Linked DNA regions of Mus musculus: all the other regions are linked to region 2. A link is a contact called in public Hi-C and promoter capture Hi-C data. All regions are on one chromosome and are shown on one strand. The core of a region is the stretch at or near the end of the contact, and the rest is flanking DNA. Distances in the headings are between cores, read along the strand shown.

What was found. Promoter capture Hi-C pulls out the DNA fragments that hold promoters and counts their contacts. Hi-C and Micro-C count contacts between places; a contact is called where the count stands out from the background. Capture Hi-C pulls out chosen DNA fragments and counts their contacts.
Region 1: a contact with region 2 is called in a promoter capture Hi-C map of pancreatic islet. The contact joins the promoter of Mfsd4a here to the promoter of Avpr1b in region 2. A contact is called at or near these places in 3 of 39 promoter capture datasets (embryonic stem cells and liver), 1 of 484 Hi-C or Micro-C datasets (liver) and 1 of 9 other capture datasets (pancreatic islet).
Region 3: a contact with region 2 is called in a promoter capture Hi-C map of pre-B cells, with 3 times the contacts expected there. The contact joins the enhancer-like site here to the promoter of Avpr1b in region 2. A contact is called at or near these places in 4 of 39 promoter capture datasets (the 3T3-L1 cell line, liver and pre-B cells), 1 of 484 Hi-C or Micro-C datasets (liver) and 1 of 9 other capture datasets (embryonic stem cells).
Region 4: a promoter capture Hi-C map of adipose tissue shows a contact between it and region 2. The contact joins the promoter of Nucks1 here to the promoter of Avpr1b in region 2. A contact is called at or near these places in 1 of 39 promoter capture datasets (the C10 cell line), 1 of 484 Hi-C or Micro-C datasets (large pre-B cells), 1 of 115 datasets of contacts at active chromatin or transcription factors (embryonic stem cells) and 3 of 9 other capture datasets (adipose tissue, liver and macrophages).
Region 5: a contact with region 2 is called in a promoter capture Hi-C map of stem cell-derived epiblast-like cells, with 4 times the contacts expected there. The contact joins the promoter of Mapkapk2 here to the promoter of Avpr1b in region 2. A contact is called at or near these places in 6 of 39 promoter capture datasets (cranial neural crest, embryonic stem cells, second pharyngeal arch cranial neural crest and 1 more), 7 of 115 datasets of contacts at active chromatin or transcription factors (bone marrow-derived macrophages, embryonic stem cells, large pre-B cells and 2 more) and 1 of 9 other capture datasets (embryonic stem cells).
Region 6: a Hi-C map of bone marrow-derived macrophages shows a contact between it and region 2, with 18 read pairs. The contact joins the enhancer-like site here to the promoter of Avpr1b in region 2. A contact is called at or near these places in 1 of 39 promoter capture datasets (the C10 cell line), 1 of 484 Hi-C or Micro-C datasets (bone marrow-derived macrophages) and 1 of 115 datasets of contacts at active chromatin or transcription factors (regulatory T cell precursor).

What each region holds. Positions count from the first base shown.
Region 1 is chr1:132,066,633-132,069,332 of GRCm38.p6, forward strand. Mfsd4a (major facilitator superfamily domain containing 4A) reads right to left here and starts at 1,430. Exons shown (of 10, transcript NM_001114662.1): 1 at 1,031-1,430. The coding sequence starts at 1,260.
Region 2 is chr1:131,597,657-131,600,702 of GRCm38.p6, forward strand. Avpr1b (arginine vasopressin receptor 1B) reads left to right here and starts at 1,458. Exons shown (of 2, transcript NM_011924.2): 1 at 1,458-3,015. The coding sequence starts at 2,085.
Region 3 is chr1:132,083,991-132,086,858 of GRCm38.p6, forward strand. No RefSeq gene overlaps it. Among named protein-coding and RNA genes, the nearest start is that of 4833413N01Rik, 7.9 kb to the left of the region's middle. Within about 2 kb of position 1,446, at least 33 of the 459 cell types and tissues checked have an H3K27ac peak or open chromatin away from gene starts, as enhancers often do. A contact at or near this core is called in pre-B cells, where this site is marked.
Region 4 is chr1:131,909,120-131,911,819 of GRCm38.p6, forward strand. Nucks1 (nuclear casein kinase and cyclin-dependent kinase substrate 1) reads left to right here and starts at 1,339. Exons shown (of 7, transcript NM_175294.3): 1 at 1,339-1,631. The coding sequence starts at 1,615.
Region 5 is chr1:131,096,212-131,099,295 of GRCm38.p6, forward strand. Mapkapk2 (MAP kinase-activated protein kinase 2) reads right to left here and starts at 1,632. Exons shown (of 10, transcript NM_008551.2): 1 at 1,078-1,632. The coding sequence starts at 1,314.
Region 6 is chr1:131,172,456-131,175,536 of GRCm38.p6, forward strand. Eif2d (eukaryotic translation initiation factor 2D) reads left to right here. Exons shown (of 15, transcript NM_001136070.1): 15 at 849-1,016. The coding sequence ends at 916. Among named protein-coding and RNA genes, the nearest start is that of Eif2d, 21 kb to the left of the region's middle. Within about 2 kb of position 1,581, at least 14 of the 459 cell types and tissues checked have an H3K27ac peak or open chromatin away from gene starts, as enhancers often do. A contact at or near this core is called in bone marrow-derived macrophages, where this site is marked.

The DNA of each region.
Region 1 (2,700 bases), core at 180-2,679, 470 kb after region 2:
GACACCTGTGTTGCATCGTCCCACAGCTGCACACCCTTTGGCCTAGAATGGCCTCTGCACAAGATCTTTTATTCTATCTATCTATCTATCTATCTATCTATCTATCTATCTATCTATCTAGTTTTGTAACAGACCTCCCAATTGTGGTTTTGCAGTCCAGATAATTGCTCCTTTAGGAAGTAGAACAAGGAAGACCACACAGCAGCCTCTGGTGTGCAAACCATTCATTCCTCAGCTCTAGGTCTCAGTTCTAGGTCTATTCCTGGCTGTACAGAGACTGAAGGCTGCTGACTTTCTAGAAATATCTTCAGAGGGGTTCCTACACCAGAAAAATGGGGCTCTGCACGGCACCCAAAAGGGTAATATTCTGAGTGCCAGGGATAGACCAGAGCTCTGTCCTGACAGAAGCCAGGGAGAAGTAACAAGGTGGAGGGATACATTAGGGGTATTCTGGGTACTAGAGATAGAGGATGGATGAGAGGCTCTACACTTCTCTACCTGGCCCAAGGGCTCAGCCTCCGCAGGCAAATGCTGCAGCCGAGTCCTGTCTCCCTTAGGAGATCCCAGGAGCCTCACCATCTTGGTAAAGGGATCAGCTGTATCAATTGATGTGGACCTATTATGAGTGGAATCACCAGTGGGTTCCTAGTCAAACCACAGGCCAGCCCTGTCACTGAGAACTGTCCCCTGAGCTGGCACCGCCAACTGTCTTCCCCTCAGTGCCAATTCCACCTCCGGCGCCGAGGCTACAAAATCTCAGAGGAACAGAGCAATAAGGGTCTTACGCATCTCTGTACATTCCATCACTCTTTGGCTGGTGGGCTCGGTGAGCGAGGGCGAAAGGGTTCTGAGCTCTCTCGGGACGAGTGAGACAAATACATAGCCCAGATGTCACCTTCAGTCCCGAGAGAGTTTTCCGGGAGAGCTTGTAGTGGGGGAGGGAGGCAGCCCCTGGGCTAAGATCCAGCCCAGCTGGGCAGGTGGTCACAGCTGCGGGGATGTGGAGGGGCGTGCGGGGCGCGACACTCACGTCCTCTTGAAGACACCCCCGAGGGCGCTGCCCAGCAGGAGGCAGAGCTGCTGCGAGAAGAAGACCCAGGAGATCTGGGGCAACGAGCTGTGCGTCTGGCAGCGCAGGTCCAGAAGCGTGGGCCCCAGGAAGGCGATGCACAGGCCGAAGCTGAAGAAGACGCTCCAGTAGGTGAGCGTGGGCTGTAGGTTGCGGCGGAGCAGCTCAGACACCCGGCCGTCGCAGCCCATGGCTCGGCCGGCAGCTCGCAGCGAGCCCAGGGCCGAGTGCCGCGGCCAACCGGAGGCCGGGCGGGGAGGAGAGGAGAGGAGGGGAGCGCCGCGCGGCTGCCCCGCCCTCGGCCAGCGCGGGGACGCCTGGAGGTCCGGGGCGTCGCGGACGCACGTGTCCCGCCGCCGGGACCGCCCCGCCTCGCTTCACGTTCCTGGGGGCCCCACGTTGGTTAATTCACCCGGGAGCGCGACCCGCCAGCTAGTGCTAAAGGCTCCTCGCGCCCTACACCGCGCAGCCTTTCAGCCTGGCGATCTGAATCCACATCACTTGGTCTTGGGGTGCTGCCGTTGGACTTCGAGGGTCTGCCAGCGCGGCTCTCTACCTCCCATGCCCTACTCTCTAAAAGCAGTCCTATCTGTACATGACTTTCTTGTGGCTTTCATTTGGAACCTCAAGGGGTCCGGTACACTGTCATTTGGAAAAACAAAAGCAAAAACACCAAACACTCCCAGAAACTTGGACATTCGTTTTACTGCTTTTAGGTGCTGGGATTGACCCCAAGGCCTATAACATGCTAGGCAAGTATCCCCAGTCCTAGAAATTTAGGTCTTCTCCATTCTATGCTTTGGGGTGCGGGGGTATCACCCTGCACCTGTTCCATCACAGGTGAGGAAGGCAGTAAGGCCAAGCTCTGTTTAGGGTTCTATTTCTCCTTCCCAATGCAGTGAGGGAGGGCAGGAACCCCAGGACTCGCAGAGGAATTCTGAGATGATCCTCCAGGCAGAGTTCTCTTCCCACTTGAAAATGCCTTGACAGGGTGGAGGGGTTGTTTACACTCCAAGACCCTGATACCGACCCGACACCCCCACAGCCCTGGACAGTGGTGTATGGTCCTGCTCCTGAGGGAGTTAGGATCCGGTGCCCACACCAGAACCTAGGAGCACAGCAGTTAAGGACCTTCAGTGTCTCCTTTGCCAAGTGTCTTAATAGTGCTGGAGGTTGTGACATCGTGCCCACAGAAGTGTTTGGCTGGGTGACCCCATGATACCTTGGCGTGAAGTGGAGATAATCAATTTCCTGAGCAGGGACACTACCTCAGAGTGCTACCCCATACCTGTCCTGGACTGTGCATCAGAGGAAGGCTCCAGTTTAAGAGTCCCTCTGGCTCATTTACTCCATGGGTGATGGCATAGACTAATTTAATGGCAGTAAAGGTGGGATTTATAGTACATGAAATAAGGTACAAAGTTATCACCTGAAAAAAATATAATCATTAGCCACTGCTGTGAAGTTCTAGAGGAACAGCAGCTCAGAGATGGGAAGGGTGACCTGGGGCTCAGACCCTTATCTCCTCCCAATTATCCCTGTGGTAGGTAGCTTGATAGCTTTCTTCTGTTGATGGAGACTTGCTTGCCGTTTACTTTTCATTTCTTAAAACATCGTTTTTAGATTTGTCT
Region 2 (3,046 bases), core at 208-2,707:
CGGGGCTGGAGAGATGGCTCAGTGGTTAAGGGCACTGACTGGTTAAGGGCACTGACTGCTCCTCCAGAGGTCCTGAGTTCAATTCCCAGCAACTACATGGAGACTCACAACCCTCTGTAATAGGATCTGATGCCCTCTTCTGGTGTGCATGAAGGCAGAGTACTCATACACATAAGAGAAATAATGTTGTTTTTTTTTTTAAAAAGAAAATTATAAACTAAATCTAATATTTTTCCTTAATGGACACTTCTAGAGTGAGTTTGCATAGAGGTGGGAATGATCCAGCACAGAGGATGAAAATAATTGGCTCACAAACAGCGAAATTCTGGAAGAAGTAGAAGCCAGGGCTGCAAAGCACAAAAGATGAAGAATTTGTGACATGCACGGCAAGAAGAACAGTCTAGAAAAGATACTAAGTGGTTATGTGGGTGCGTGGTTTGGTCAAGGGGTTCGAATCAGCTTTGATTTAAAGAGCAAGTTAAAGGGATCCTGCCTTCCATGAAAGGCTTTGATCATACTGTTGCAGCTCCTCGTGAATTCTAACCTACCTAGGGAGTCCTAACAGTGTGAAATTCCGCAAGATAAAGTGAATTGCCCAACCAATACCTTGTGGTGCCTGCCGTGTAGACTTTCTCAGGGCCAGGTGGTATTTACTTGTTTGCAATCAGCTGCTGCCTTTCAGACAGCTCCAATCACATCAGCTTTGGTGAAAATAATGTAATTATCTTAGTTTAACTTAGCTTCTGTTGTGGCACAGAACAACTGCACACTGGTCTGTTCTGGTTCTGTGCTGCTGGTGACTAGCTCTGCAACCTTCTGAGTGACATAATTTCTACAGAGTGGTCAACGACACCCCTAGCTCATGAAATGTATCCCCAGAGAGGCTAGAAGTTCAGATTTAGCCTGGAGATGCAAACTCTATTTGGAATTTCTCTAATCACGCCAGACTCCCGGGTCTAGCTCCTTCTATCATCTCCTGACACACACCCCCAGGTCACCCAGTCACAAATGTCCTCACTTTTCTTCTGCCTCCACAGCTCCAAGTACCTATCCTAAGAAAAATGGCTGTCACATCTGGTTTTCCAGAGTGGGTTTCTTCAGGGCATGCTTCTCAGCCATTTGAGATCTTTCACACATGCCTAGGGCTCCCCGCAGCAGCACTGTTGTGTTTGGGAAGCTCTCTCTCTCTCTCTCTCTCTCTCTCTCTCTCTCTCTCTCACACACACACACACACACACACACACGCAAACTCACCTGTCTAACGAGAGTTGAGGGATCAGGATGGCAGTGTAGGTGAGTTTGGTGCTCAGTGGATCCTGGCTGCCAGAAAGAGCTAGCTTCTCGCTTCTCCTACATTTCCCTGATCCTCCTCCTCTACAGTCCCACCCAGCTCCTCAGCCCCTCCCCTCAGTACCCCCTGTCTGAAGAGAGCCACTGAGTCTCACTCCACCCTCCTCTGCAGGAGCCAACCGACAAGCGGCAGCCTCTGGACTAGGAATCCAAGAGCATAAAACGCTCTGAGCTGCTGCGTCTGCTCATGCCTGTGTTCAGTCTGCTCATGCCTGTGTTCACCCTCCGGTGAGAGCGCGGTGGGAGCACGCCGTGGCTTGGCAGGGGTTTCCAATACCTGCAGGCACCGCCCATGGTCCTGGACCTCACCTTCAAGACAACTTAGAAACGGCTACTCTCTCCGATTCCAAAAGAAAGTTTGGACAAAGTAAATTTGGGGTGGATTTGGGAGATGGCAGCTGCTCCCTTTGCTTCCTCGGTGTCACCTCTCAGAAGCCCCCACTTCCAACCTCCTCCAACCTTCCCATATTAACACCCACCTCCCAGCCCGCCTTTTCTTTCTTTGATTCCCCAGCCTCTATGGGGTCCCGGTTCTGCTCCTTACTCCTTTCGTTCTCTCTGTCCCTGTCTGCTGAACTATCTCACCTGTTTCCAAGCCTTCACTCCACCGTCACCCCTCACCTCCCTTCTTTCCCTCCACCTCTAACCTTTCTCTCTCACTATCCAACTTCTTACTTGCACCCACACCGTCCCTCCATCCACCTTCCCCTCCTTCTCTCCCTCTAAACCTAACCATGGATTCTGAGCCTTCTTGGACTGCTACCCCCTCCCCTGGGGGCACCCTGTTTGTCCCCAATACCACCACACCCTGGCTGGGTAGGGATGAAGAGCTAGCCAAGGTGGAAATTGGTATCCTAGCTACTGTCCTGGTTCTGGCCACAGGAGGCAACCTGGCTGTACTACTGATTCTGGGCCTCCAGGGCCATAAGCGCTCCCGCATGCATCTGTTCGTGCTGCACTTGGCCCTGACCGACCTGGGCGTGGCGCTTTTCCAGGTACTGCCTCAGCTGCTCTGGGACATCACCTATCGCTTCCAGGGCTCTGACCTCCTCTGCCGGGCTGTCAAATATCTACAGGTGCTCAGCATGTTTGCTTCCACTTACATGCTGCTGGCCATGACGCTGGACCGGTACCTGGCTGTCTGTCACCCTCTTCGAAGCCTCCAGCAGCCCAGCCAGTCCACCTACCCTCTTATTGCTGCTCCCTGGCTGCTGGCTGCCATCCTCAGCCTCCCTCAAGTGTTCATTTTTTCGTTGCGAGAGGTGATCCAGGGCTCAGGGGTGCTGGACTGCTGGGCAGATTTCTACTTTTCCTGGGGCCCGCGGGCCTACATCACCTGGACCACCATGGCCATCTTTGTGCTGCCCGTGGTGGTGCTCACAGCTTGCTATGGCCTCATCTGCCACGAGATCTACAAGAACCTGAAAGTCAAGACACAGGCTGGCAGGGAGGAAAGAAGGGGCTGGCCCAAGTCCTCATCTTCTGCCGCTGCTGCAGCCACTAGGGGGCTGCCGTCCCGGGTCAGCAGCATCAGTACCATCTCCAGGGCAAAGATCCGAACCGTGAAGATGACCTTTGTCATTGTGCTGGCCTACATTGCTTGCTGGGCACCTTTCTTCAGTGTCCAGATGTGGTCTGTGTGGGACGAGAATGCCCCTAATGAAGGCGAGTATGTGGGGTGTGGGGTGAGGTGGTG
Region 3 (2,868 bases), core at 196-2,695, 490 kb after region 2:
AATGCCACTCCTTGGGCTAAGCATATTCAAACCACCATAGTCCTAATTCCAATTTTTGGATACAGAAGAGCTGAGACCCCCTACCTCAGCACAGTGCTGCCTTGGTGCCTGCCTATGTTCCCTCCATTCCCTCACTGCCCTTCCATGTGATGACCAGCTGCCTTGTCCATATCAGAGTAAGGATGGGCCCCACATTCACTATTGAGGATTTAATGAGTGAGCTCCATTTGTCTATGGCCTGGGAGTCTCAGAACTTAGCTACAATCTCTTGGTGAGACCCAGTGTTGGAGTTTTGAAAGTCCCTGGTGATACAGGGAGGCAGGGAACCTTCTAACCTGGTAATAGTAGGAATGAAAATGGAGGCTTGACATGGGGGTTCAATGCTCAGCAGGCTGAGGCAGGAGGATCACTGCAAGTTTTAGGCCTAGTGAGTTCTAGGCTAGCCTAGGCTACAGAGTGTGACCCTATCACACTTTTCTTTCTTTTCTGAGTGTGTGAGAGGCTTGAGTACAGGTCTGTCAGAGAGGCCTCTATCTGCTCCATATCAGCAGAAGAGACAGGACCCAGTGTCGGGTTGCTGGGATGGTCTGGAGTCCTGTGCATTTTCTAGTAATAATGAGAATGACATCTTAAGACATTTCTGTCTTTATATTTTAAGGTTTTCTTGTGTAAGACACAGCCCAGTGTCCAATGCCTAATGACGTCATACTGTTTCTGGAAGGCTTTAGTCCTTGAGATAAGAGAAGAAGTTTCATATATTGTGGCCAGGAGAGGTGAGGGACATATCTTCCTATCAGAGAATATGAATTAAGGGCTCAGAGGTCCCCGTGATGGTTAATGTTGGTTGTCAACCCTACACATCTGGAAAGTGAGAAATTGCTTCCATCAGATTGGCCTGAGGGCATGTCTGGAGGACACTTTCTTCATTACTAATGAATGGCTGTATGAGGACCCAGCGCACTGTGGGTGTGCCATACCTAGACAGGTGGGGCTGTACTGTCTAGGCAAGCTGAGCAAGCCAAAGGAAGCAAGCCAGTAAACAGCACTCCTTCATGGTCTCTACTTCAGTTCTTGCCTCAGTTTCCCTAGCCTTGTCTTAAAAGGCAAAAGGAAAGCACCTCTGTCCTCTATCTACCTCTACACACACACACACACACACACACACACACACACACACACACACACACACACACACACTAACACATGCAAACACATACACCATGCACACACAAATCAACCAAACTTACAGGAAGCAAAATTATTTAGTGAACAGGAACTAATGGTTCTCAGAGTAGCAGACACAAGGAGCAATTGGGCACTGTTTGGCACAGAGCTTCCGTGGGATTCATTGTGGTTATGTGCACATTGTGTTTCTCCTCAGTTTTAACCTTTGCCTGCCTGAGGTGTTCAGCCAGTCGTAACAGGTGGAAGTTAAAAGGAGCAGACAGACCTTCTCTGTTTTGTCAATGAAATTAGACATGGGCCAAGGGATTTAATGAGCTGTAGGCCAGCCAGTGACTCAGTGCCTTGTTTAATTCTCATTTCCTTCAGGGACCTCAGTTATGGCTTTTAATGCCACCGTACAGTTAGTGAAGTTAGCCCAGGGATAGAGGAAGTTGATTGTCTCTGGGGCTCTAGTGCCCTCGGGTGGGGCAGTTTGCTCTTATCTTGGAGTTAGCTTGTATTTGTAAGAGCCTGTGGGCTCCTTGTTTTATTGCTTCACTGGTATTTATATAAAAACAACAACTTTAAAAGAGGCCAGACATTTAATCCTAGAATAAGGAGAGGTATTATAAACTATACTGCGGAGGATAGGCACATATCCAGTTTGACAGGAAACTGGATGACGCTGTCTTTCTTTGTGTGACTGTCTGGCTATTGAACTGTATAGGCATTGTGCTGGAGCCTTATTATTATGGCGCCCAGGACCTGGCATCTGGCCTTGACTTGGGACACCTAGAGATCTTCACAATGCTGACTGGCTTTAAGGAAAAACAATGTATAAGGTTTGAGAAGATGCCAGATGGTCTTCAGTTTAAAAATAACAATGTTTGGGGTCTAGAACACTTACATTGACATTTATATCCTATGGGTAGACCTCCATAAGAAGCCAAATCTCTGCTCACAGATCTGTGTTATTGAATGTTCAACATAGCAGCCTCATGGCAACGTGATAGCACGTTCTGTGGGGAGCCATTCTGGAGGAGCCGGGAATGCTGGATCAAGGCTTCTCCTGGCTGCAGGTTAAGTCACAGCTGTGGCAGAAAGCTGCGGGAACTTGTCAGTTGTTCCTTCCTTTCTGAATAGATCCTTTGACAGCTGGCGTGGCCTTTAGAGCTCTCTCAGAGACACTATGGCTCCTCTTCTGTGTATGACACCAGCATTTTCCCTGAGAGTGTTCAAGACTGAGTAAGTGGCCCTAAGTCACCCTTTTCCTTTCTACTGTGACGGTCAGTGGAGGCTCCTTGGGAGTTACTTTTGAGACTTTGTGAGGCTCCTTCGCAAGGGCTGAGGTCCTGTGCCTCTCAGCTTTCCAAGGCTGCAACCCTTTAATACAGTTCCTCATGTTGTGGTGACCCCCAACCATAAGATTATTTCATTGCTACTTCACAACTGTAATCTTGCTACTGTTATGAATCATAATGTAAATATCTGATATGCAGGGTATCTGATATAGAACCCACCAAAGGGGTGGAAACCCACAGGCTAGAATCCCTGGTAGAAGACACTGCTAGGGTTATAGACCTAAGCCTCTGACCCTGTCATGAGACCTGCTTGTGGATCTCACATCATTGAGGCAAGTCCCTTATTAAATGTGTTCAGTGAATTATACTTCTTGGGATTTATGTCTAACTCGAGTGTCCCCAG
Region 4 (2,700 bases), core at 89-2,588, 310 kb after region 2:
CTAGGGCTTTGTGTCTGTAGAGAGCAAGAGCATCATGGTGAAAAGCATTTCAGCAAAGTGAAACAGATGACATTGTGTTTACAGGCTGCAAGCAAGAAAGACAGAGGGTGGTCAAGTCAAGGTTCCCACATCATGTTAAAGTGCTCACTCCTAATGTCCTAACTTCTACCAGGTCCTGCCTCTTAAATCTTTGGCATATGGGTCCCTAGGGAACATGGAATCCAAACTATAACAGGAAGTAAATCCTAGATATTAATACAAAGATACTGTGCTCTACTTCTGATTTAGGCATTCAGTCTTGAGGCAACTCGAACTACTTTTTTTTTTTTAAGATTTATTTATTTATTATATATGAGTACACTGTAGCTGTCTTCAGACACACCAGAAGAGGGCATCAGATCTCATTACAAATGGTTGTAAGCCACCAGGTGGTTGCTGGGATTTGAACTCCGGGACCTCTGGAAGAGCAGTCAGTGCTCTTAACCACTGAGCCATCTCTCCAGCCTCCCTGCCCCCCCCCCCCGAACTAATTTTATCTTCTATTAAAAACGGAACCTAACACTTAAGCCCAGACTAAAGGCCTTTCAACATAGCACCTTGTTTAGTTCTAGTAATAAGGTAGCCTTGTATCCTACTCTACTCATCATAAAACTGAGGTGCACAGAGGAAACCTAGTTAAGTACTAAGTGGTGGACTTAGAATTTTGAAGCAAGCGTTTTGTCACCAGTCTCCCTCTTAACCATTAATCACCTCTTTCTCTTTGAAATGCTAATATCAGAAATTGAGGTTTTAATGAGTGTTAAGTAGCTCTCAAAGATCAGATTGGGTAGAAGATATTCCTTGTGAACCCAACTCTCTACTTCAGCAGCGTGACTGAGCCCTGGGAGGTTAACGCTGAAGTCAGAGTACAGGATTTCTAAGATTAAGGTCAAATTTTTGAACCTAAGTAATTTCCCTCCAATTCTTAAGTGACGAATCTGCTGCCTATCCCATGAGTCTTGCAATTAGCTGATTTGCAAAATAATCAAGTCAGGAGAAATTAAATCCATTACAGAACCACCTAGTCCACAGAGAACTCTATATAAATCAGGTTATTTGGCAGGGGGTCCAAGATATAACCCAAGCCGAATCTGCAGCTCTGGCGTGGAAGACAGGGGGCGGGCAATCGGCGACCATTTTTGTTTTGCGGCCGTGCGCTCTCAGCGCATCTTGACTAACAGGACCCCATGGAGGAGGCGGGGCCTATCCGGGAGTGGGGCGGGGCTGGGAGGCGTGATGATTCAAATGGACTAATGACTAGGGCGCATCTGACAGGAGTCACCAATGAGCGGGCGTGCTGGGGCGGAGCGCACAAACCCTACGGGGTTTGGTTGCACCGCGGCTTTGGCGCATTTTCGGCTGGTTTGATTCATCCATTTTGAAGAGACGGGGGAGCGGGGGGCTCGTCAGATCCAGGGACCTCAAACCAGCAGCCGCCGACTCTTGAGAAGCCAGCAGCCCGGGGCTCGGCAGCAGCGGCCCCGCCGGCCGGAGCGGGGGGGTGGGGCGCCGAGTGCGCGGGGAGGGGGGTCCTGGTCCTCGGCTCCTCGACTTGGTCGCGCCTCGACAGCGAACATGTCTCGGCCTGTCAGGTCAGTGCGGAGTCCAAGGCCCGGGGCGGGCCGAACGGGCTGGGGTGAGTGGCGAAGGACCTGGGCAACGGGCCTGGAGTCGTGCTCCTGACTACCACGCGCGGCCTTCTGTCGGGGGCCGCGCGCGCCCTTGCGCGTGGGTGCTCGGCGGCGCGCAGGATGGCGGCGGCGCGCACGGGCGCGTCGCCTCCACCCCGCAGGGTCCGGGTCGGCTCCGCGGCCGCCCCCACCTCCGCCATGGCCCTGGCGTGGGCTTGGCGCGCACCAGGCACACCATAGGCCGCACCCCTGGGCCCTGTTGGAGCCTACGGCCGACCCGGGTGCGAACACGGAGGACTCGGTCCTCCAGAGGCTCGCCGGCTTAGCGTTTTGGCGAGCGAGTTGCTTGTGCCCCGCCGCCCGGCCCCGCCTCCATTCTCGGGGTCGCGGCAGGCCCCGCCTCCTAGCCCGGCCTGGGCGGAACCCACGTTTTCCTTTCCCCTTGGGGCAAAAGTGAGTTTTGACACTGAGCCCCGTAAAATAAGGGCCACAGCCTCTCCCCACTTGGGAGTTCTGAACGCATTAACCCCAAGTTTTCTCTTTCCACCGCTTGCAGACAAATGCCCTTCCTCCAGGGACGTGCTTGTTAACCCAAATCCCGTGTGGTTCTCGTTCCCCCTCACCCCGCAGTACGCGTCTCTTGCTACTTCTGTAACCCTCTCTTTCCCCGTGTGACGTTAATCGTAAATGGACTACGATCCACTAGCGATCAGACTTTTATTCACATGGCTTCAAGAAGTTTTCGGTTTCCCCTCACTCGGTGGGCTCCCCTTTAATGCCCTCCAGAGCTGTTGTATAGAATGTGGCTTGGGTGGAGGGTGTGGTTTAGTCCAATCTATTAAGGCCTGAGAGACAGAGGGACAGAGACCGAGACCAAAGTCAATAGATGTTACTTGTAAAGGAGCTTTACCTGGCCCCATTGCCTTTAGTTCTTAACTATTTTTACAGTTATGAATTCATTTCAAGTTTTGGTATCGAAAGTATCCCAATACCAAGGAGAGGTTTGGATCTGGCAACGGTTTTGTGCCCC
Region 5 (3,084 bases), core at 382-2,881, 500 kb before region 2:
TTCCTCGCTTAGCTAACTCCCCAAGAGCTTATAGTTTGTTTGCTTGTTTTTTAAATGTGATGCAGAAGATGAAAACAGCAAAACATCATAAAAACTAAACTTATTTTCCCCCTACAAAGTACCAGGTTTCGGTCCCGTTGACCGTGTATGACAACGGCCTCACGCATAACTCAATCTATCTGTACTCTAGAATAGCTGAAACAAAGCAAGTTGTGTGGGCTGAAGGGGAAGAGCAAAATATAACACAGGAAGTACTTTGCTCCTCCAATCATTGAGACACCCCAGGAGAAAGAAACCTGACAAGTGACCTTTAGAGATATGGTGTAACCTGAAACCCTTGAGAGAAGAAAACTTTGCAGTGACCCTGAATGACAGCCTTCCCTGCTTCACTTGGACCTTTTGAAATCCCCATTCTCCACTACCACCGACAGAAGCAGAGACGGGTAGACCCACAGAGATTAAGAGTGGGTTTCCCAAATGCAGGAATAGTATTTCCTGCCTTTGAGTCTCCGGCTACCAGGGACCAGTGTACCAGCACTAGGCCAAGCCTGGCTTACAGACAAGGTTTCCTACGGTGGAGGGAGCAATGGAAACAGCCCGGCGCAAGCCTAAGGGGCAGCGCAGGCCAGGCGCTGGCGGTTCCAGACGATCGCGGGGCACGGAGGCGGGGTCCCCAGTCTCCAGTGCCGCGCCGCTCCGCGCCGACGCGCCCCACCGCTGCGCGCCGACCTCGCGAGGCCGAGGAGAGCGAAGTCACATTCCGGCTCCCAAATAAGGAGTAGGGTTAAGGAAACCTCAGAGAGCGAACTTCTCCAAACCGACCGACCAACCAGCTCAATGAGTAAAGGGCCTTTTGTGCCCGCAGAAAGGAAGGAGGGAGGGAGGACGAGGCCACCGTGTCCTCGGCGCCGGGTAAAGCGAGCAGAGGCCGTCCGGGTCCCAAGAGTGGCCACCAGGCTGGATCCCACTCACACCCCAACATGGCAGTCCCCGTGAGTCCTCTCGGGTGCCGGCCACTCGCGGGGTGACCGGAAGCTGCACCGGATCTCAGCGCGATCCCGGGCGGCCCAGACTTACCTTTAGGGCGAATTTTTGCTGGGTTCTCTTGTCGAAGATCCGCAGCACCTTCCCGTTGATGCCCAGGCCAAGCACTTGGCTGGTGACCTTGTAGTCGTCGGTGATGGCGTTCTTTCGGATCTGCAGGCCCGACTTGACGTGGAACTGGGGGAACGGCGGCGGCGGCTGGGCCGGGGCTGGCGGTGGAGGGCTGGGGAAAGGCGCCGGCGGAGTCTGGCCCGGAGAGCCCGACAGCATGGTGCCCGGCGACTCGCGCGCAGAGGCAGGGGCCGCGGCCGCCCCCTCCTCCGGCTCGGGCCCGGGTCCCCGCCACGCCCCGCCCGGCGGCGAAGTTTGCTCCGGGCTGGAGCCGGCTGCCCCGCCCCGGCCCGGCTCCAGGCTCGGCTGGTCGCGGGGCCCCGTGGGTCCCGCTGTGCGCCGCGGGCGCCCACCAGCCCTGCTCCCTCCCCCCGGAGACGTGCGCTCCGGGGAACGCGGGACGGCAGGGCCCGGCCGGAGGAATCGCCGCGCCGAGAAGTACCAGCCCGGGGGCGGCGGCCGCGTCACAGGCTGCTCGGCGTCCTGGGCTAGTCCTTAAAGGGGAGGATCGAGGGTGGGGCTTGACTGGGAGGCGTGGACATGGGGGAGGGGTGGGCCTTAAAGGGGAGGAAGTCCAGTGGCGGGAGAGCTTAGGGACTGCGAGCAAGCGGGCTTGTGGAGGGCATCGAGACATCCTAGTTCTTAACCCGGGCCGGGCAGAGGGGAAAGGGAGGAGGGCAAAAGAAAAGCTGCTGGATAGTTCAAACAAAACCCTCACTCCTCCAGCTGCTTGGATCTAGAAGACAGGTCATCGGAGAATTGGAGGAGATGTATTTTGAAAGAAACGGATAATTGATAAGAATCTTTCTACGTGGACTCTGTGGGTGGGGGGTGAGGGGTACCCGAGCAGAGCGAGAATCCGGGGGCCAGGACTGGGGGAATAAGAGAGACTATTCATCCTAGGATCAGGTGTCAGGCAATAGTAACAATTTCCTTAACATACTTGTGAGTTTTACTTTTTTTTTCTCTCATGGACTTACTGGTTTTCACTGAGAAGAATGTACTACTGTGATACCACGAACAATTTAATTATTATGAATTCGAACATATTTTTATATAAACCCAAAATGACCCAAGATGGAATGGGGCACTCTAGCCACCTGTTATCCCGGCTATATGCAGGAGACTGAAGCAGGAGGATAACAAGTCACAGGGCCAGCCTGAACAACAAAGACAGACTCTGTCTTAAAATACCCACAAACTTCATGTCTCTCTGGGAGGTACACTTATACATTTGTGTTCTTAATTCATTGCGATTATAGAGCAAGGGGAAGGGCTGGGAAATGGTTCTAGAGTTGGGGAAATGGTCCCTGCGGCCATAGCCAATAAGTAGTCCTGAAGCAACCTAGTTCTAGTACAAATCTCTGGGCCTAACTGGCCTGTAGCACTGCTGAGATCCACAAGGGTTTGACTGTTACAGCAGTTAAGAAATGAGACAAAGGAACAAGATAGATACAAAGCTCTGGTTTACTTACTAATACAGACAAATTAAAGATGAGACCTGACCCATGGTCACACAAAGTCTTTAATATGTCCCAACAAAACTCTGGAGACGAGACAGTGCCCTGAGAAAAGGGCGTTGGAGACATAGCCCAGGATGGCAAGACTCATTTGCTGTTCCCTGTTTAGATTTCCGGAAGATACTTGTTCCAAGGAAGACAGAGATGAACAGGTGGAGGACTGTAGGCCCCCTCTTGAGATCCAACTCACTATGGATCAAGGAGACAAGCGCTTTTTCAGTGCTCAATACTTCTCGCTCATCCCTGTGGTGATAATTCTAACTGGGGGGGGGGGGGGGGGGAGGGGGATAGATGCAGTAGTTGGGTTAGCAGTGTGGCAGATACAGACCTGGGAATAGAAGGCACATTGGCTCTCCTCAGTCTGCAGCTGGGTAGATTCCTTCCACACTGAAGACAAAGCTACACAACG
Region 6 (3,081 bases), core at 331-2,830, 430 kb before region 2:
GGCTCACTGGCTCAGCTCAGGGGTAATGCCCATTTCCCTTTGACAGTGGCAACACTTACCAGCATTGGTGCTTCTCAATTGTGTTGATGTTTCTGATTAGTGTCTAATCAGACACTAATTTTTTTCTGTAATGTCTGAACCCTCTGCAAAATAGAACTTGAGATAGACATTGTGTCTCAACTGGCACATAGCACATGCATAATAAGTAGAGTTATCTCATGCCTATGACAGTCCACAGCAATTCACGTCCATCATTGAACTCCTGTATGTGAAGAGCCCATGTGGTGGCTCGGGACTAAGAAGAGACAGAAGAAAGTAGAAGAAAATGCACCTGAACAGACAGGCCTTTTCACTCAGTACATGTAGATCAATGGCTCTTAGCCTGTGACTGTGATCCCTGTGGGGCTAGAACGGCCCATTCGTTGGAATTGCCCAAGACTACCAGGGAAAACAGACATTTACATTATGATTCATAACAGCAGCAAATACAATTATGAAGTAGCAATGAAAATAATTTTATGATTGGGAATCACTACAAGTTGAGGAACTATATTAAAGGGTCACAGCAGTAGGAGGGTTGAGAACCACGGATCTAGATGTAGCCAGCAGGTATAAATGACCAAAATATACCTCAACCTCTGTGGTAAATGATCCAACTGAGAAGGTGTCTGTCGCCAGAGATGAGCTTGAACAGGATGTGGAGGGCGTGTCATGTATTAGAACAACAGGGACAGCAGGATAGGGAGGGGCAGGAGGTTACAGGGCCCAAAGGACATGGGAAGCAGGGACGGACGGGCAGTAGGGACTTGAGACCAGGCTCCGCTGAAGATTTTCTTTTTGGATTGTAGAAGAGTATCGGCTCCCTGGAAAATACATCCAAGGCCTAGAAAAGGCCCCCAAACCTGGCAAGAAGTGACAGACTCATTTTATGCAGTGGACCCCATGGGAACCCAGGTTCTGAGCTGGTAACTGATACGAGCAGTTTTGGCTTTTGCAAATAAAAACTGTAATTCTTTACTGAAAGCTTTTATTTCTAATCTAAATCGGAATCGCTCTTCTGTTTTCCTTAGTGAAAATGTCCTGTGGTTTCTGTGATTTAGTTGGTGCAGTATGATAGGAGCAGGGCAGCCCATCCAGAGTGCGGCAGGCAGAGTGCTCCTGCTTACTGCTCCTACAACCCAATTAACCTCCTAGGCCCTGCCCTGTTGTTCCTTCCTGCCTGTGTAGGGTTTGTCCCCTGGAAAACAGCCTGGCTATTTCTCTGCTGTCACTCACAGCAACAAAATGAATTAACTCTAAGCTGCAGCAGATTTTAAGCCAGTAGACATAAGAGCAACAAAAACACAGAACATGGGTTTCTATGTGACCTTTGTTCTTCCCCAGTTGTATACAGCACGCTGCCACCAATGGCTAGTTTGTGGTGTGATGCCAAGATGGTTGGTAGCTTTGCTGTCGTTGAAGGCTTAGATGAAAAATGTCTCCCTTAGCCCCAGCGTCTTAAGCTTGGGTTCCTGGACAGGCTCTTCAGTCAGTCTGCAGAGGACTCAGGAACTTCCTAAAATAACTGCACAAGGAAGGACCATGTGTTCTTCTGATCACAAACGAGTCAGCGGACGCCAGCAGTGTTTAAAGCCATCCCTCATTCTGCTTTGGTCTGTGCAGGTCATTTCTCTGTCTAGGGCTCTTGGTGGAGACAGTAGTAAGAGCTGTGCAATTATATATACCTATCTTTTTAAACACTGAGATAAAAGAGGCTTGTTCATCTACTGTCTACCAAATAACCCATTTTAGACCTGGAAAGAAAGGAAGGAAGCAAGAGAAGAAGGAAGGAAAAGAAAGAAGTGTTCTTGCTCTGAAATCAAGAACAGTCCTTTTCACTGAGAAGTGAACGCCTTAATCTCACGAATTCTGTCTACGTGGACATGCACATGTGGAACGTGTAAGTGCCCTGCAGGAGCTCACTCTAGCAGGACCCTGCTACAGCCAGGCCTTTGCACAGGGCATCTGCGCCTGAGGAGCAGCGAGGGAGCAGGAATGACAGGTGTCCCTTGTCAAGCACTGTGCTGCCCTCTCCCGTCTCACTGCCCTCTCCTGTTTTGCGTGCTCTTGGAGGGGCCGTGCTGTGTAAGTTCTGCTCCCTGCTTGAGATGCAAAATCTGTGAAGGGCTTGCTCTTCACTGTGGTTCAGTGGCCCTCTGCTGTGCCTGTGTCTGTCCAGGCTCGTGCTGGGCAGTTTCTACATCAGCACTGAATCACCTTCCTCTCCCCGCTGTGAGTGGCCTGGAGATGTGTAAGAGGGTGAAGCAGAGTCAGACTGGAAGGAGTTCTCTTTGTATTTATTAGCCATTTTTGTTTTCTTTTTTGAGAAACCTCGTTAGTTCCTTACCCCCCCCCCTTTTTTTTCTTTTTTTCTGAGACAGGGTTTCTCTGTGTAGCCCTGGCTGTCCTGGAACTCACTCTGTTTGTAGACCAGGCTGGCCTCGAACTCAGAAATCCACCTGCCTCTGCCTCCTGAGTGCTGTGATTAAAGGCGTGCGCCACCACACCCGGCACCTTAGCCCAGTTTTTAAAAATGGGTTTTTTTTTTTAACTTTCTGGTTTTTGATTTTTTTATTCTGGATTTTACTTCTCTATTCAATGTGTAGCTTGCCAGGGGATTGGGCAAAGATTCTGTCGGCTTCCTCTTCACTTGATTTCCTTAGCTGGTTGCCTTAGTTTCTTATGCAGGAAGTCCTTTCTCTGTACCTGTATCTGCAGGAGCCAGCCTATGTTTCTTCCAGCAGTTTCAGGTTTCACATTTTCTACTTGGTATTAGTTTTTGTGTAAGAAGATGGAGCCAAGATGATAGGCACTAAGTCTGGGCAGGTGGGCCAAAGCCTGGTGGGTGGGTGGAGGCTGTATGTCAGGAATGACCAAGCTGGGCTGGTTCAGTGGATGTGGGACTGGGGTAGATCTGGGGATTGGGCATGATGCATGTAGTAGGGGGCCAGGCAGATCCCCCTGGCTGACCCTAGTACAAGATGTGCAGGACCAGGCTAGGCAGAAGTTGGATGTGGGCTAATCCTTTAAAAAGTTACGGTC